Regions from separate parts of the Mus musculus genome. Here all the other regions are linked to region 2. The links are chromatin contacts, called in public promoter capture Hi-C maps. All regions are on one chromosome and are shown on one strand. Each heading gives the region's core, a stretch centred on a gene start, on an enhancer-like site or on the middle of the called end of the contact. The rest is flanking DNA. Distances are from core to core; before and after follow the strand shown.

What was found. Promoter capture Hi-C pulls out the DNA fragments that hold promoters and counts their contacts.
Region 1: a contact with region 2 is called in a promoter capture Hi-C map of hippocampal neurons, with 8 times the contacts expected there. The contact joins the promoter of Ddost here to the promoter of Emc1 in region 2. A contact is called at or near these places in 3 of 39 promoter capture datasets (frontonasal cranial neural crest, hippocampal neurons and maxillary cranial neural crest) and 1 of 9 other capture datasets (adipose tissue).
Region 3: a promoter capture Hi-C map of hippocampal neurons shows a contact between it and region 2, with 4 times the contacts expected there. The contact joins the promoter of Spata21 here to the promoter of Emc1 in region 2.

What each region holds. Positions count from the first base shown.
Region 1 is chr4:138,302,830-138,306,803 of GRCm38.p6, reverse strand. It overlaps Ddost (dolichyl-di-phosphooligosaccharide-protein glycotransferase), which reads right to left and starts at 2,066. Exons shown (of 11, transcript NM_007838.3): 1 at 1,766-2,066; 2 at 1,539-1,649. The coding sequence starts at 1,925.
Region 2 is chr4:139,350,397-139,354,373 of GRCm38.p6, reverse strand. Emc1 (ER membrane protein complex subunit 1) reads right to left here and starts at 1,787. Exons shown (of 24, transcript NM_146157.4): 1 at 1,657-1,787; 2 at 89-213. The coding sequence starts at 1,754. It overlaps Mrto4 (mRNA turnover 4, ribosome maturation factor), which reads left to right and starts at 1,798. Exons shown (of 8, transcript NM_001290810.1): 1 at 1,798-2,105; 2 at 3,880-3,938. The coding sequence starts at 2,078.
Region 3 is chr4:141,085,477-141,089,863 of GRCm38.p6, reverse strand. Spata21 (spermatogenesis associated 21) reads right to left here and starts at 1,519. Exons shown (of 15, transcript NM_177867.3): 1 at 1,334-1,519; 2 at 784-916. It also overlaps the pseudogene Gm13047.

The DNA.
Region 1 (3,974 bases), core at 817-3,316, 1.0 Mb after region 2:
CAAAGGGATCCACCACCCTCTTCTGGCCTCTGAAAGCATCAGGCATAAACATGGTGGGACATACATGCTGGCCAAATATCCATGCAAAACAAACAAACAAACACACACACACACACACACACATAAGAAATTGTCAGGCTGGACAGATGGCTCAGTGGTTAAGAGGACTGGCTGCTCTTCCAGAGGACCTGGTTTCAATTCCTAGCACGTCTGTAACTCCTGTTCCAGGAGATCCAACACCCTCACACAGACATACATGCATTCAAAACACCAATATATGTAAAGCAAAAACAACTAAGTTATATATTTTTTAAAGTGTTTAAAAAAGCAAAAAGAGCCAGGAGGTGGTGGCGCACGCCTTTAATCCCAGCACTTGGGAGGCAGAGGCAGGTGGATTTCTGAGTTCGAGGCCAGCCTGGTCTACAAAGTGAGTTCCAGGACAGCCAGGGCTATACAGAGGAACCCTGTCTTGAAAAAAAAAAAAAAATGAATGAATGAATGAAAAGAAAAGAAAAGAAAAGAAAAGAAAATTGCCAAAGGAACTGGAGATAGCTAGTTAGTGAAAATACATAGGAAGTGGCTAAAGCTATGGGAAGGGCAAGCATCTCAGCAAGATAAAAATATGAGACTCTCATGTCATCTATTCTCGGTTGGGGACACCAGACTCACAGGCCCAAGGGAGTTAAGAACACTTCTCCAAATATACACATGGAAGAGAGAGACAAAGTTCAGCTCAGTAGATCTTAACAGAAATGTCTAGTGGTGGACTCAACTGCCTTGTAAGACAGAAATAGTTAAGTGTAAGTTACAGATCTTCACTCCATTCAGTAGTCTCTGAGGGCTGGTGAGATGGCTTAGCAGGCAGCCACAGGTCGGTCACTGGGTTCAAGTCTCCAGTAAGGGCTGGGAATGACAAGCGGTGCCTATTACCCAAGCATCAGGAGGCAGAGACTGATCTGAGAGCTCACTGTCCAGCCTGCTTAGTCAAAATGGCAAGCTTCAGGTTCAGTGAGAGACCCTGGCTTAAGGGAGTGAGGAGTGTGACAGAGTAGGTGACCCGATTCTACACGTCCACAGAAGTGTGCACAACCTCACATACATGCATATTTCCCACCACCCCCAATACCAACTAGCCTTGTGTTGGTCAGCCAAAACACATCCATCAGGCCTTAAGGGTTGATGGGTATGTATCTATTTGTATTCTTATGACCTGCAGAATGACTTTTTACAGCAATCCATGTTAATAATGTGACAAATCTTTGTACACAAGCAAGTCAAATCAAGAGTTTCTTTATCAGGACCCTTGTTAGAGAAAACCCCCTTCTCCAGAAGCGAAATGTCTACGGGTGACATTTGGCACTCTATCCTTAGCTGTATCTTTTTGACGGATGAAATCTCCGAGGCCCAAGCTGCAATTAACATTTTCCTCTACTATACTTCGAAACTCACCCCAAGACCCAGAACATGCCCAGGAACAAGAAGACAGCCGTCTCCTGAGCCCCCCCAATCCCATTTCGAGGGGCGACGCGCGCCCTTACCTTCCACCGACGGGGAAAAGATGATAAGGTTGTCATAGAGGAACTCCCCGTACTTAATGAGGGACAAGCTGGGGTCATCTGCGGTCTTGAAGGTGAGCTCAAAGCCCCGGTCTGGAGGAAAGAAACCCGGAACCCGGTCAGGAGAGGAATCCCTGCTGCAGCCCTCGGAGGGGGCTGCCGTCTCCGCCCCAACCCGGGCCATTCCCTCGGCTCTGCTCGGCGCTCACCCTTCAGGCTGCGGAAGAACAGCGAGTGCGTGTCCCGCACGTTCAGGTTGTCCAGCAGCACGAGGGTGCGGGGGCCGCTGGCGCAGACGCAGCCGAGCACGGCCAGCAGCAGCCCGCAGAGGGGCCAGGCGCGGACGGCGAGGCGGGGATCCATCTTCATCTCCCAGCAGCCCAGGCCAGCACCTGGGCACCGGAAGCGTCCCTCGCGGCCGCCCAATGGCCGCTCGCAGCGGCGGAGTACCACTTGGAAGCGGTCCGGGTACTCCGTGGCCCCGCGGCCCACGCCGCTGCGGGGACGGACCAAGAAGCAGGGAACGCCACCGGAAGTGGCCCTCCGGAGGCCGAGTCTCTGTACCTTATTGGCGAAACGCACTTGAGGCTCCGCCTCCCCCATGGAAAAGGGCCAATCCAAGAGAGACAGCTCCGTAGCTGCTGCCAATCAACAAAGCCGGGCGCCCTTTGCCTCCGCCCAGGCTAGCTCCCGCCACATCTCTCAAACTCTCCTCTAGCGTCTCCAGATTTTCCGTTTCCTAGGCAGCCGCCCCTTTTCCCCCAGGACGCAGTTGTCATTACCAGGACCAGATAGGGGTGAATTCCTCGCCTGTCGCTAGTCTAACGGGCTCGGAAGCAGGCCCTTATCTCTTGAGAGCAATGAGGTGGGGAAATAGGCTCTGGCCAGGCCCGAAACAGGGTGGATGGCCAAGGAGAAGGTTAGTGATCAAAAGGCTCTTCACAACCAGGATTGGTGGCTCGTGCTTTTAATTTCAGCACTCGAGTGGGAGGCAGAGGCAGATCTTTGTGACTTCGAGGCCAGCCTGGTCCACATAGTGAGTCCAGGCCTGCTGGGGTCACATATTGAGAGCTGGTATAATGCGGCGGGAGGGAGCAACTTGGCTGGCCGGCCAAGGTGATCCCCTGAACAATCAAGCCACGCGACAGACCTAGTGTAAAGACGATTTATCGTCGGTGGAAGGGAAGGGGACTTGGGACGGGGTAGAGACCGAAAAGGGGAACAGAGAATGGTAGAGAAGAGGCCAGCTGAGAACATCTGGGGGGAGAGAGGAGAGAATAGGAGATAGGGAGAGAGGCAGGTTAGCCGAGAGGAGTCCTTACACGCCTGGCTCGCACCTGGCTGGCGGCTACCCAAGCTGCTGCGTGGTGCCTAGCGGAATTGTCTATAAGCCAACATGGGGTGCCAGCAAGATGGTTCAGCTGATAAAGGTGCTTGTTTGCCACCAAGACTGACGTCGTGAGTTCAATCCCTGGGCCCCAGACGGTGGAAGGAGAGAACGGCCTTCTGCAAGTTGTCTTCTGACACACACACACACACACCAACCCAAGATTCAGGACAGAAATAAAACGTAGAGGTCTAGGGATGTGTACTTCAGTGGGTAAGATGCATGCATTATCTAGATTGCAGGAAGGCCTGGGTTTGATGCCCAGTATCATAGAAAACTAGGCATGGCAGCTGGCAGCTGTAACCTCAGCACTCGAGATACAAACATCAGGATAATTAGTGCAAAGTTGTCCTCAGCTACATGCAAGTCCCAGGCCAGCTGGATGTGACCGTCTCCATATAATAATTATCGTTCCTAAACTTCTCTGAAGCCCAACCACACCACTCAGTGACACTGACTTTAGGGATGTGCCATTGTTAGGACACCCTTTCAAGGTACCCACCTACACCTCTCCCTATAGCTTCAACCGCCTCTGCTCTCTGCTCTGAGTACTGCCAACCTTCGCACACACCCTTGAGTTGCCCATCTGCACCTGTTGCCCTTTCAGCTCCCTCCACAGGTGCCCGCCCTCCCCAGGACTCCCACCTGAGATCTGTATCTTTGCTTTTCCATGGTGGTGGGTGGGGCTTTATTCCCTCAGAAACCTGAGCAACCTCCCCTGACTGGTGCTACTGCAGTGGCCTTTGGTAGTCTGACCCTGTACCCTGGCTGCTTCAGTGAAAACTCCTTGGCCCAAGAGTAAGTAAGGCCTACCAAAGTCTCTGGTATAAGGAGGAGGGCAGAGTAGCTCAGTACAGAGCTAGCACATACTCTAACCCTTCACAGAATACCACGAAGTGGGTGCAGCTCTCGTTTATCGAGGTGGTGAGGAACTGTCAGCTCCCTTGACTGTGGGCCCACCGAGGTCATGCTGGAATACAGAGGGGAGGGCTGTCATGGCAACCTGGATTCATTTCTGGCTATGTCAGGAC
Region 2 (3,977 bases), core at 538-3,037:
AACATAAAAAGAAGGCAAGCCACGGGTCGCTCAGATGCACCCAGTCAGCTTCCTTCCCAGAAGCCTCTGGTCTCCGCAGTTCACTCACAGATCTCTCCAGTCCGAGAATTTAACGCCGCAATCACATTCTTCTCTGTGGCCACAACCAACTTCTTGGATCCAGGGGAAAACTCCAAGGAGGCAAACTTGATCTTCCCAACATACTGCTGTCTCCTGAGGACCAGTGCAGGGGAACGTCAGGGCACGAAGACAAACTGCTGCCTCACACCAGCACATCTCCCTCAGCACACGCAAGAAGTGCGTGCTAATGAAGAGCTCCGAGCATACGCAAGAGTTCTGTGCAACGTACTCAGAAGCAAAAGAAGGCAGGAGAGAACTGCCACCATATACATGGGAGACAATACCAGTCTGCCAGCTAAATGTAACACCTACCTACTCAGGCAACACCCCAGAGTCCTCGGCCTAATTAATTTTTAGCGGCAACAGACTTCCAGGGGCACGGCTTGCACACTGTTGCAATGGGGAAATGCTGCTGTCTGAGGCACACTGATTGAGCCTGGCATTTAGATGACATCTCTCATTTAGACCACTGTGTTATTTAGCCTAGTTTGTTTTAAAGGAGCTTCTGGGGTTTGATTTTTTTTTTTTGGTTTTTCGAGACAGGGTTTCTCTGTGTGTAGCCCTGGCTGTCCTGGCACTCACTTTGTAGACCAAGCTGGCCTCGAACTCAGAAATCCACCTGCCTCTGCCTCCCGAGTGCTGGGATTAAAGGCGTGCGCCACCACGCCCGGCTTTGGGGTTTGGTTTTGTTTTAAGATTTATTTATTTATTTTATGTATGTGAGTACACTGTCACTGTCTTCAGACACACCAGAAAAGGGCATCAGATCCCATTACAGATGGCTGTGAGCCACCAAAGTCCAGATAGGCTAATGATTGTTGGGACCAGGACCCAAAATGAACACCTTTAAAAAAAATACATATGTATGTGTGTGTGTGTGTGTGTGTGTTAGTTGTCTGTCAATTTCCCCAGAAGCATACAACTGATAAGTAGCCAAATGCTTATTCAATCTGAAATAAGCACAGTCAGAAGGAAGGGGTGAGCGAACGAATGTCAGTTTGGAGAGGGAGAGGCCACACTGCACCCAGAGAGTCCCTCAGAGGAAAAGGCTCACTTTAGAACTTGTGAGACAAGTGGACTAAGTGACACCAGCTAGTTTCAGGCTTAAAGTTCACTGGGGCTAGTGACCTGGGACCCAGAAGATCACAAACCTGACAGCCACAAAATCGGACATGACAGGAAAGGAGGGAACTAGTGACCTCTGACCAAAACCCTTAAAGCCTGCCTTCACTGCGGAGCAATCTGCACCGTCACACACAGGGCGGCTTAAAGAGCTCCCTCCATGCTTAACATAAAGCTCTTGGGTTGACATCTTACGACTCTTCATATCTGAAGAGGAGACTCTCACATTGTCATTCTGCACAGGGTGCAGCATTCATTCATTCATTCACTTCTCCCTGAAAGCACCCTCCCGCACCCCCGTTAAGTTATAGTCTGGGTTCGGCTCCATAGCAAATCTCCTTCAGATTAGCAGGAGGGAGACAGATGCTGAGGAAGCAAACACCGACGTCCTGGAGAAGCGTCACCTGTACGCACCAGTCAAACTTGCCCACTTGGTCTTCGTAGACCGCGGCCGCAGGGACGAGCAGCACAGCAGCCCAGATCCAGAACCCAGACGCCACCGCGACCGCCATGATTGAAGCCCAAGCACCGCCTGCCGCCAGCCCGGCATGCACCGGGCCTCAAGCCCCTCCCTCCGCAGAGCCATAGAGAGGAACCGGTTCGCGAGGGACTTGGTGGAGTGCTCGGGACTCGGAAGCCGCCGGGACTGGAGGGACCCGGGACCTGGGCAGAGAAGTGGCCTTCAGGACACTGGGCGGAGCGCAGGCGGGGAAGAGAGGGCTCGCCACAGTTCAGGCACACGCGAGGGGCAGCCCCGAGCGCCGTCCCATAAGCCCCCGCGGCAGCCGGGTCCTAACCGGCCGCCCAGTCTTCCGCCGCACGTGCCTTTGCCGCGATGCCCAAATCCAAGCGAGACAAGAAAGGTAGGTTCGGGGGGCCTGCGTCAAGGGGGCGAGGGGGACGCGGGTGAGACGCCGGGGCCTCTCCGAGAGGCTCGGCCGGCCGAGATAGCGAGAGAGCTGGAAACTGGTCCGGGCCGACAGCAGTCGCATAGCCCAGGCTCTCCTCGAACTTGCCAACCAGGATAGTCTTACACAACTAACCTTGCTGCTTCTACCTCCCGATTGCTGGAATTACAGGCAGCATCACTAAACCAAGTACGCTCTTGTTAGGCAAACACTACCCACATAGCACTGGTCTACATCCCCTGGCATGTGCGAGCGACCGTGTGTGTTTGAGAGAGGATCTTGACGATGTAGCTCAGATTTGCTTAGGACGGTCTCATTATCTCAAGAAAATAGGGGTTTTACAGTTTCGACTACTGCATGTTTTGTTTGTCTATTTATTGCTGGGGCCTTGAACTCTTCCAACTGTCTGCCTTGGCCCCAAATACTAGGATTCCATACTGAGCCACTACATCAAGCTAGCGGGCTGGCGCTTTTGTGGGTGTTAGAAGACAAGACAGTTGAACAAAAAGGGTCCGGCTTCATCAGACTCACCACCTTAGTTAGGGGTGTGTGTCTGTCTGTCTGTCTCCTATACCCCTGTCAAGTCAGTATAATGTGTCAGGTAGTCCAAGTGGAGTATGGAGCAGGTGGGAGTGATAGTGTTTTGCATAATGTTGTCAGGAAAACTCTCAGCGGTTAGAGAAGGTCGTTTGGAATAGAGGGAACACAAAATGAAAGGGGTCTGTGGTGTGATTAACATATTGTGGGACAGCCAGTGTGGCCATAGTGAACAAAGTGGGCTTAGAGGAAAAGACCCAGCCTTTGGTGTGGCTTTGCTTTGAAAGGGTCCCTTGATAGCACAGAGAATATGAAGGCAGCAAGGCCAGCAACCACCTGCAGCATGCTAAGTCGCACCAGAATCCTAGCGGTGGAGAGTCCGGGAATGACTGGCTGGGTGTGACTGTGTGCCTTGTAAAGAGGGACTGTGAGTGGCAGGCAGGGTAGATGAATGGGCCATATCGGCTCCTGGGGACACCCAGGGCATTATAGCTGATGTTTTAGTAAGTTCTTATAGAGTCGTTAGGGTCTGGAAGGAGCCCTGGACAGATGTAAGCAAAGGCCGGGAACTCTTGGGAGTAGGACAGATAGAGCCTGGGTCACTTTTCAGTAGAGGTTGTGTCCCCCATCTGCCCTCTCCCCAGCGTTGCTGTAGTCTTGGGTTCAGATTACAAAAATGAAGTGTAGGTATATAACAGAATAGGAAAGATAAGGTCCCAACAGGATGACGTGGTACATGCCTGGAATCCCTCCACTTAGGAGACAGAAGTAAGGAACTGTATCTTGAGTTTAAGGCCAGCCTAAACAGCTTTGTAGCAAGATTGTGGTTTTTACAAAAGGAAGAGTTGGTCCCTGTCATTCCATAGCCCCACCTTGGCCAGCAGGTTGGGAATCCCACAGACAGCGCTCTATCCGCAGGAATATTGAGTATGGTAATACTGCAATAAATGCAACAGTCGGCCCAAGGAACTAAGGGCACTTTGTTTATGGCAGGGGATGTATTTAGGGATCTTAGGGTCCAAGATTGCTAGGAAAGCAAACGCTCTGTCAGCCTTGAATGCCAGGAATGACTGTCCATTGCTGCCTCTGTCACACTGGCTTAGTTTAGCCAAGCCTCCAAAGAGGGAAGCAGAATTAGTCTCCAGAGCATCCACACTCACAGTTGCCACCATCTCTTTTTCTTGGTTTTTAGTTTCTTTAACAAAAACTGCCAAGAAAGGCTTGGAACTGAAGCAGAACCTGATAGAAGAGGTAAGTGCTTGCTTGTTCCTGTGTGTGTGTGTGTGTGTG
Region 3 (4,387 bases), core at 270-2,769, 1.7 Mb before region 2:
GGCTACACAGACAAACACAGACAGACACAGAAACACACACACACACACACACACACACACACACACACAGACAGAGACAGAGACAGAGACAGAGACAGAGAGAGAGCATCAGCCAGCCCATGGTATAAATGCTGCTTCAATGCATGGTTTTTCAAGATAGGGTTTCTCTGTGTAGCCCTGGTTATCCCTGGGCTAGCCTTAGCCTCAGGGATCTGCCTGTCTCGGCTATGCCAGCACTGACATTTCAAGGGTGTAGGACATATGGCTGCCTTTTGCCTGCCTTCATTTGTTGTTTAAGGTTTATTCATTTTTAATGTGTGTGTGTGTGTGTGTGTGTGTGTGTAAGTGTTTGTTCACCATGTGAATGCAGACAGGCTCCCAGGGAGGGCAAAGGGGTTTCAGATCCCTTAGAACTGGAATTACAGGTGTTTGTGGCCACTATGTAGGTGCTGGGTACCCAGATCCTCTATAAGAAGAGACAGAACTCTAACCACTGAGCCATCTCCTGCCTTCCCATACACACACACACACACACACACACACACACACACACACCCGCTTTAGCAGACACACAGAGCGCATGCTCTGATCATCAAACTCAGGTCCCCATGCTTCCAAAGCAAGCTGTTTGTTTAACTGAATGAGCCGTTTACGCAGCCCGGAGCTCCTTTAGGGCGACCTCAGCACTGTTTCGACCGTGCTGTCTTAGCTGTGTTTCACATTTCCTAGGTCTCCAAGGTCAACACCCCCCACTCCCGAAGCCCTCCGGGGAGAGCCCATGACCTGCAGGATCTCGGGGCCTTGTCCTTTCTAAGCCACAGCAGGCCAGCTACTGCCCATGGAACGGCCTCCTCTCTGCTGGATGTTCTTGAGCTGTCTTCTCTTCACAGCCCTGTGAGGTATGGCTCAGCTCTTCCTGTTGGATAGAAAAAGGAAACAGCAGCTCAGAGTCGCCCACCTTCTTGCCCAACACCACGTGGCTCATTTCCAAGGAAAAGGATTCCCACCCATATCTGCTCGACTCTCCAGATGGCGCTGCTCACAGGGCTGTCCTGCCTCCCCTCTCATGAATGCCTGGGCCGCTCATTCACTGTTTAAGGGTGACCCCATGTACCACTCAGGTGCCAGGCCTTGGGGACACCACAAGTGCCCTGCTCACCCAAGGGATACAGAGGATATGCCCCCTGACAATTTGTGCTGACCCAGCTTTCTCCTCTTGCCCCTCCAAACCCCTTCTGCTGTCTCACCTACCTCCCTACAGTAAGCCAAACCCAGCCCCCCCCCATCCTACCCGGTGGGGTGGGAAGTGTCTGACACCAGACCCCCATCCCACCTGTGGGAAGTAGCAGCTCCTGGCCTGCTTCGGCTCTCAAAAGGCACCAGCAGTTGTGGCCGTGGCTAAGTTTCTCTTTCTTCCCCTGTGGTCTGTAACTTCCCCCCACCTTTTTCCCATTAAGGCTCCCCTAACCATCCCTCCTCTCTGGAGCCGTCCTGCTCCAGAGGGGGCTTTGTCCCTTCTGGAAAAATCTCCTCAGACCCTTAGCACCCTTCCTTTGTTCACCGTCTCCATCCCAACCCCGGAATCCTCAGGTCTCTGTGTTCCACAAACCACAGATTTAAGGGAACAGAAGCCCCAAGGAAGAGCAGACCCCATCTGTAGCTAGCTGACAGATTAGACAAGGAGGGGGAACCCCTGGCCAAAGACACAGACTCAAGGGACAGAACTGGGACAGGAGTGGCAAAGACAGACTTCATCCTTCTTCCAGAGCGCCTGATCTCTACCCGACCCACCCCTGCCCCTTTCTTTTGGTTTCTCGAGACAGGGTTTCTCTGTGTAGACCTGGCTGTCCTGAAAACTCACTCTGTAGATCAGGCTGGCCTCGAACTCACAGAGATCTGCCTGTTTCTGCCTCTGAGTGCTGGGGTTAAAGGAGTGTGCCACCACTGCCTGGCCTGATTCCACTTTTTTGTTAGCAGCTTAGTTGAACTGTGCCTCATGTACCATACAGTCTGATTATGAAAGTCTACCTATGGGACTGGCAAGATGGCTCAGTGTTCTGTAAAATATACACACACACACACTAAATAACATATAATAAACTAAAAGAAGGAAAGAAAGAAAGAAAGAAAGAAAGAAAGAAAGAAAGAAAGAAAGAAAGAAAGAAAGAAAAGAAAGAAAAGAAAGAAAGGAAGGAAGAAAGAAAGGGATAAAAGGAAAGAGAAGAAAGTTCACTGTCATTCAGCGACTGTTAGTACAGTCACAGGGTTGGGTCCCCTTGTTAAAACATGATGACACTTATGTCAGCCCATAAGGAATCTCACACCCCTTGGCTGTCACCTCCAGCCTTCTATTGGACTTCATTCCTTGGCAACCATCTTTCTGGTGCTGTGGACTTGCTGTTCTGGGCCTTTAACAGAAACTTGCTCAAAGAGCTCAGCACTGTTCTCAGCCTTCATCTTTGTGATGGCAAGCTTCCAACTGCCCCTCCTTTAAGAAAATAGAAAACATTGATTTTGAGGTTATTGTTGGGGTCCAGGAATCGCCCCACAAACCATACGAACACTGATCTCAGTTAAGCAACAATGATTTATTGAACACACACCCCGAGACTGACTGATCAGGACCACAAAAAAAAAAAAAAAAAGGACTTGGGAGCCTAATTGTGGTATTGGTCTGTTCTTAGAGCAGGATTTTTATAGGAAAAAAAACAAGTCCAGAAGTCCAGAAGGGTGGAGGCAGTACTCGCTAGCTAACGTATCATCAACTGACTCTCAAGCTGATTGGTCCTGAGTGAGGTAAGAGGGCTGGTGGGCGGGTGGTGGACAGCAGACTTCCAGAGCACTGAGATAACGGCACCTAGGTGGTACAGCTATAGCGTTGTTATCGTGTAGGAGAATGCTTCAGTGTCAGCTATGGAGGATTACTTCTGGGAAGCGGAGTCTGAGGACCTGAACTTAATTTCACGTACTTTTATGAGCAAAGTGAAGACCGAATACAAAATGGCTAGTTATGTTAAAAGGGGCAGGCCTCAACGGGTGTGTGTGTGTGTGTGTGTGTGTGTGTGTGTGTGTGTGTGTGTGTGTGTGTCTGTCCTGGATCCTCTGCAATAGCAGCCAGGTTCTAAACTGCAGAGCCATCTCCCCAGCCCTGTCTCCACTCTCTTTTTCTGTCCTAACTTGGGCTCTTCATTAGCCAAGATGCAAACTCACTGTTGTATGGTTACAAAGCCTCTCTGTTCATTTATACTGGTTTTATTCTTATTCCATAGTGAGTGTTTTTTGTTTGTTTTTGTTTTTGTTTTTGTTTTGTTTTGAGACAGGGTTTCTCTGTGTAGCTCTGGCTGTCCTGGAACTCTCTTTGTAGATGAGACTGGTCTCGAACTTACAGAGATCCGCCTGCTTCTGCCTCCTGAGTGCTGGGATTAAAGCATGAGCCACCACACCCACTTTATACAGTGTGTGCCCTCTTGCTTTATGCATTCTAGCTACAAGTCTCTCGTGCTCTGTATGGATTGCATTGAGTTTCTCCTGTTACTTGGACTGGATTTTCGGAGGTCTATTATTTGAAAAGCGACCCTAATTAATGTTGCTTAATTGCTTTTTCTTTCTCTCTGACAGTGTCTGATACATCCCAGGCTAGCCCTAAACTCACTAAGTAGTCCAGGATGACTCTGAACCCTTGATACCCCTGTTTCCACAACTCAAGGGCTGGATTCTGTGGGCACCCAGTGCCCTGCTCTTTCTCTCTCTCATTGCTTGTGTTTTTAGAGTCCTATCTAAGAGCATATCTGAGTCTGTTTATTGTAATGTAAATCCCCAAATGAGAAGATTTATGTCTAGTTTTTCCTTCTATGAGCCATGTGGTTTACTCTATCTTTAGCCCTTTGCCCCTGTTGAGTTTGTGGTGTGAGACAGAAATCCAAAGTCCTTTTTTTTTTTTTAAGATGGCTCAGCTGTTAAGGGCACTGACTACTCTTCCAGAGGTCCTGAGTTTAATTCCCGGCAACCACATGGTGGCTCACAACCATCTGTAATGGATCCAATGCCCTCTTCTGGTGTGTCTGAAAACAGCTACAGTGTACTCATATAAATAAATCTTTTTTTTTTTAAAGAGAGAAAGAAAGAAAATCTGGTGGTTCATTTTCTTTTTTAACAGACTTAATTCATTTTCTTGTATAAAATCCCTTATGTGGTAGCCACAGCTGGACCTGGGTCCTCTGAACAGAGACTCTGGTGTGGGTTTTCACAAGATGATAAGGAGACTTGGTGAACACAGTCTTTTCCCAGAGGTCGGGGGGGTCAGGCAGCTGTAGGTCTGGGAGATGACACCAAAGGTGGCCTTGGCAAAGTTGCCTAGGGTGGCAGTGCAGCCTCTGGCTGAAGTGTA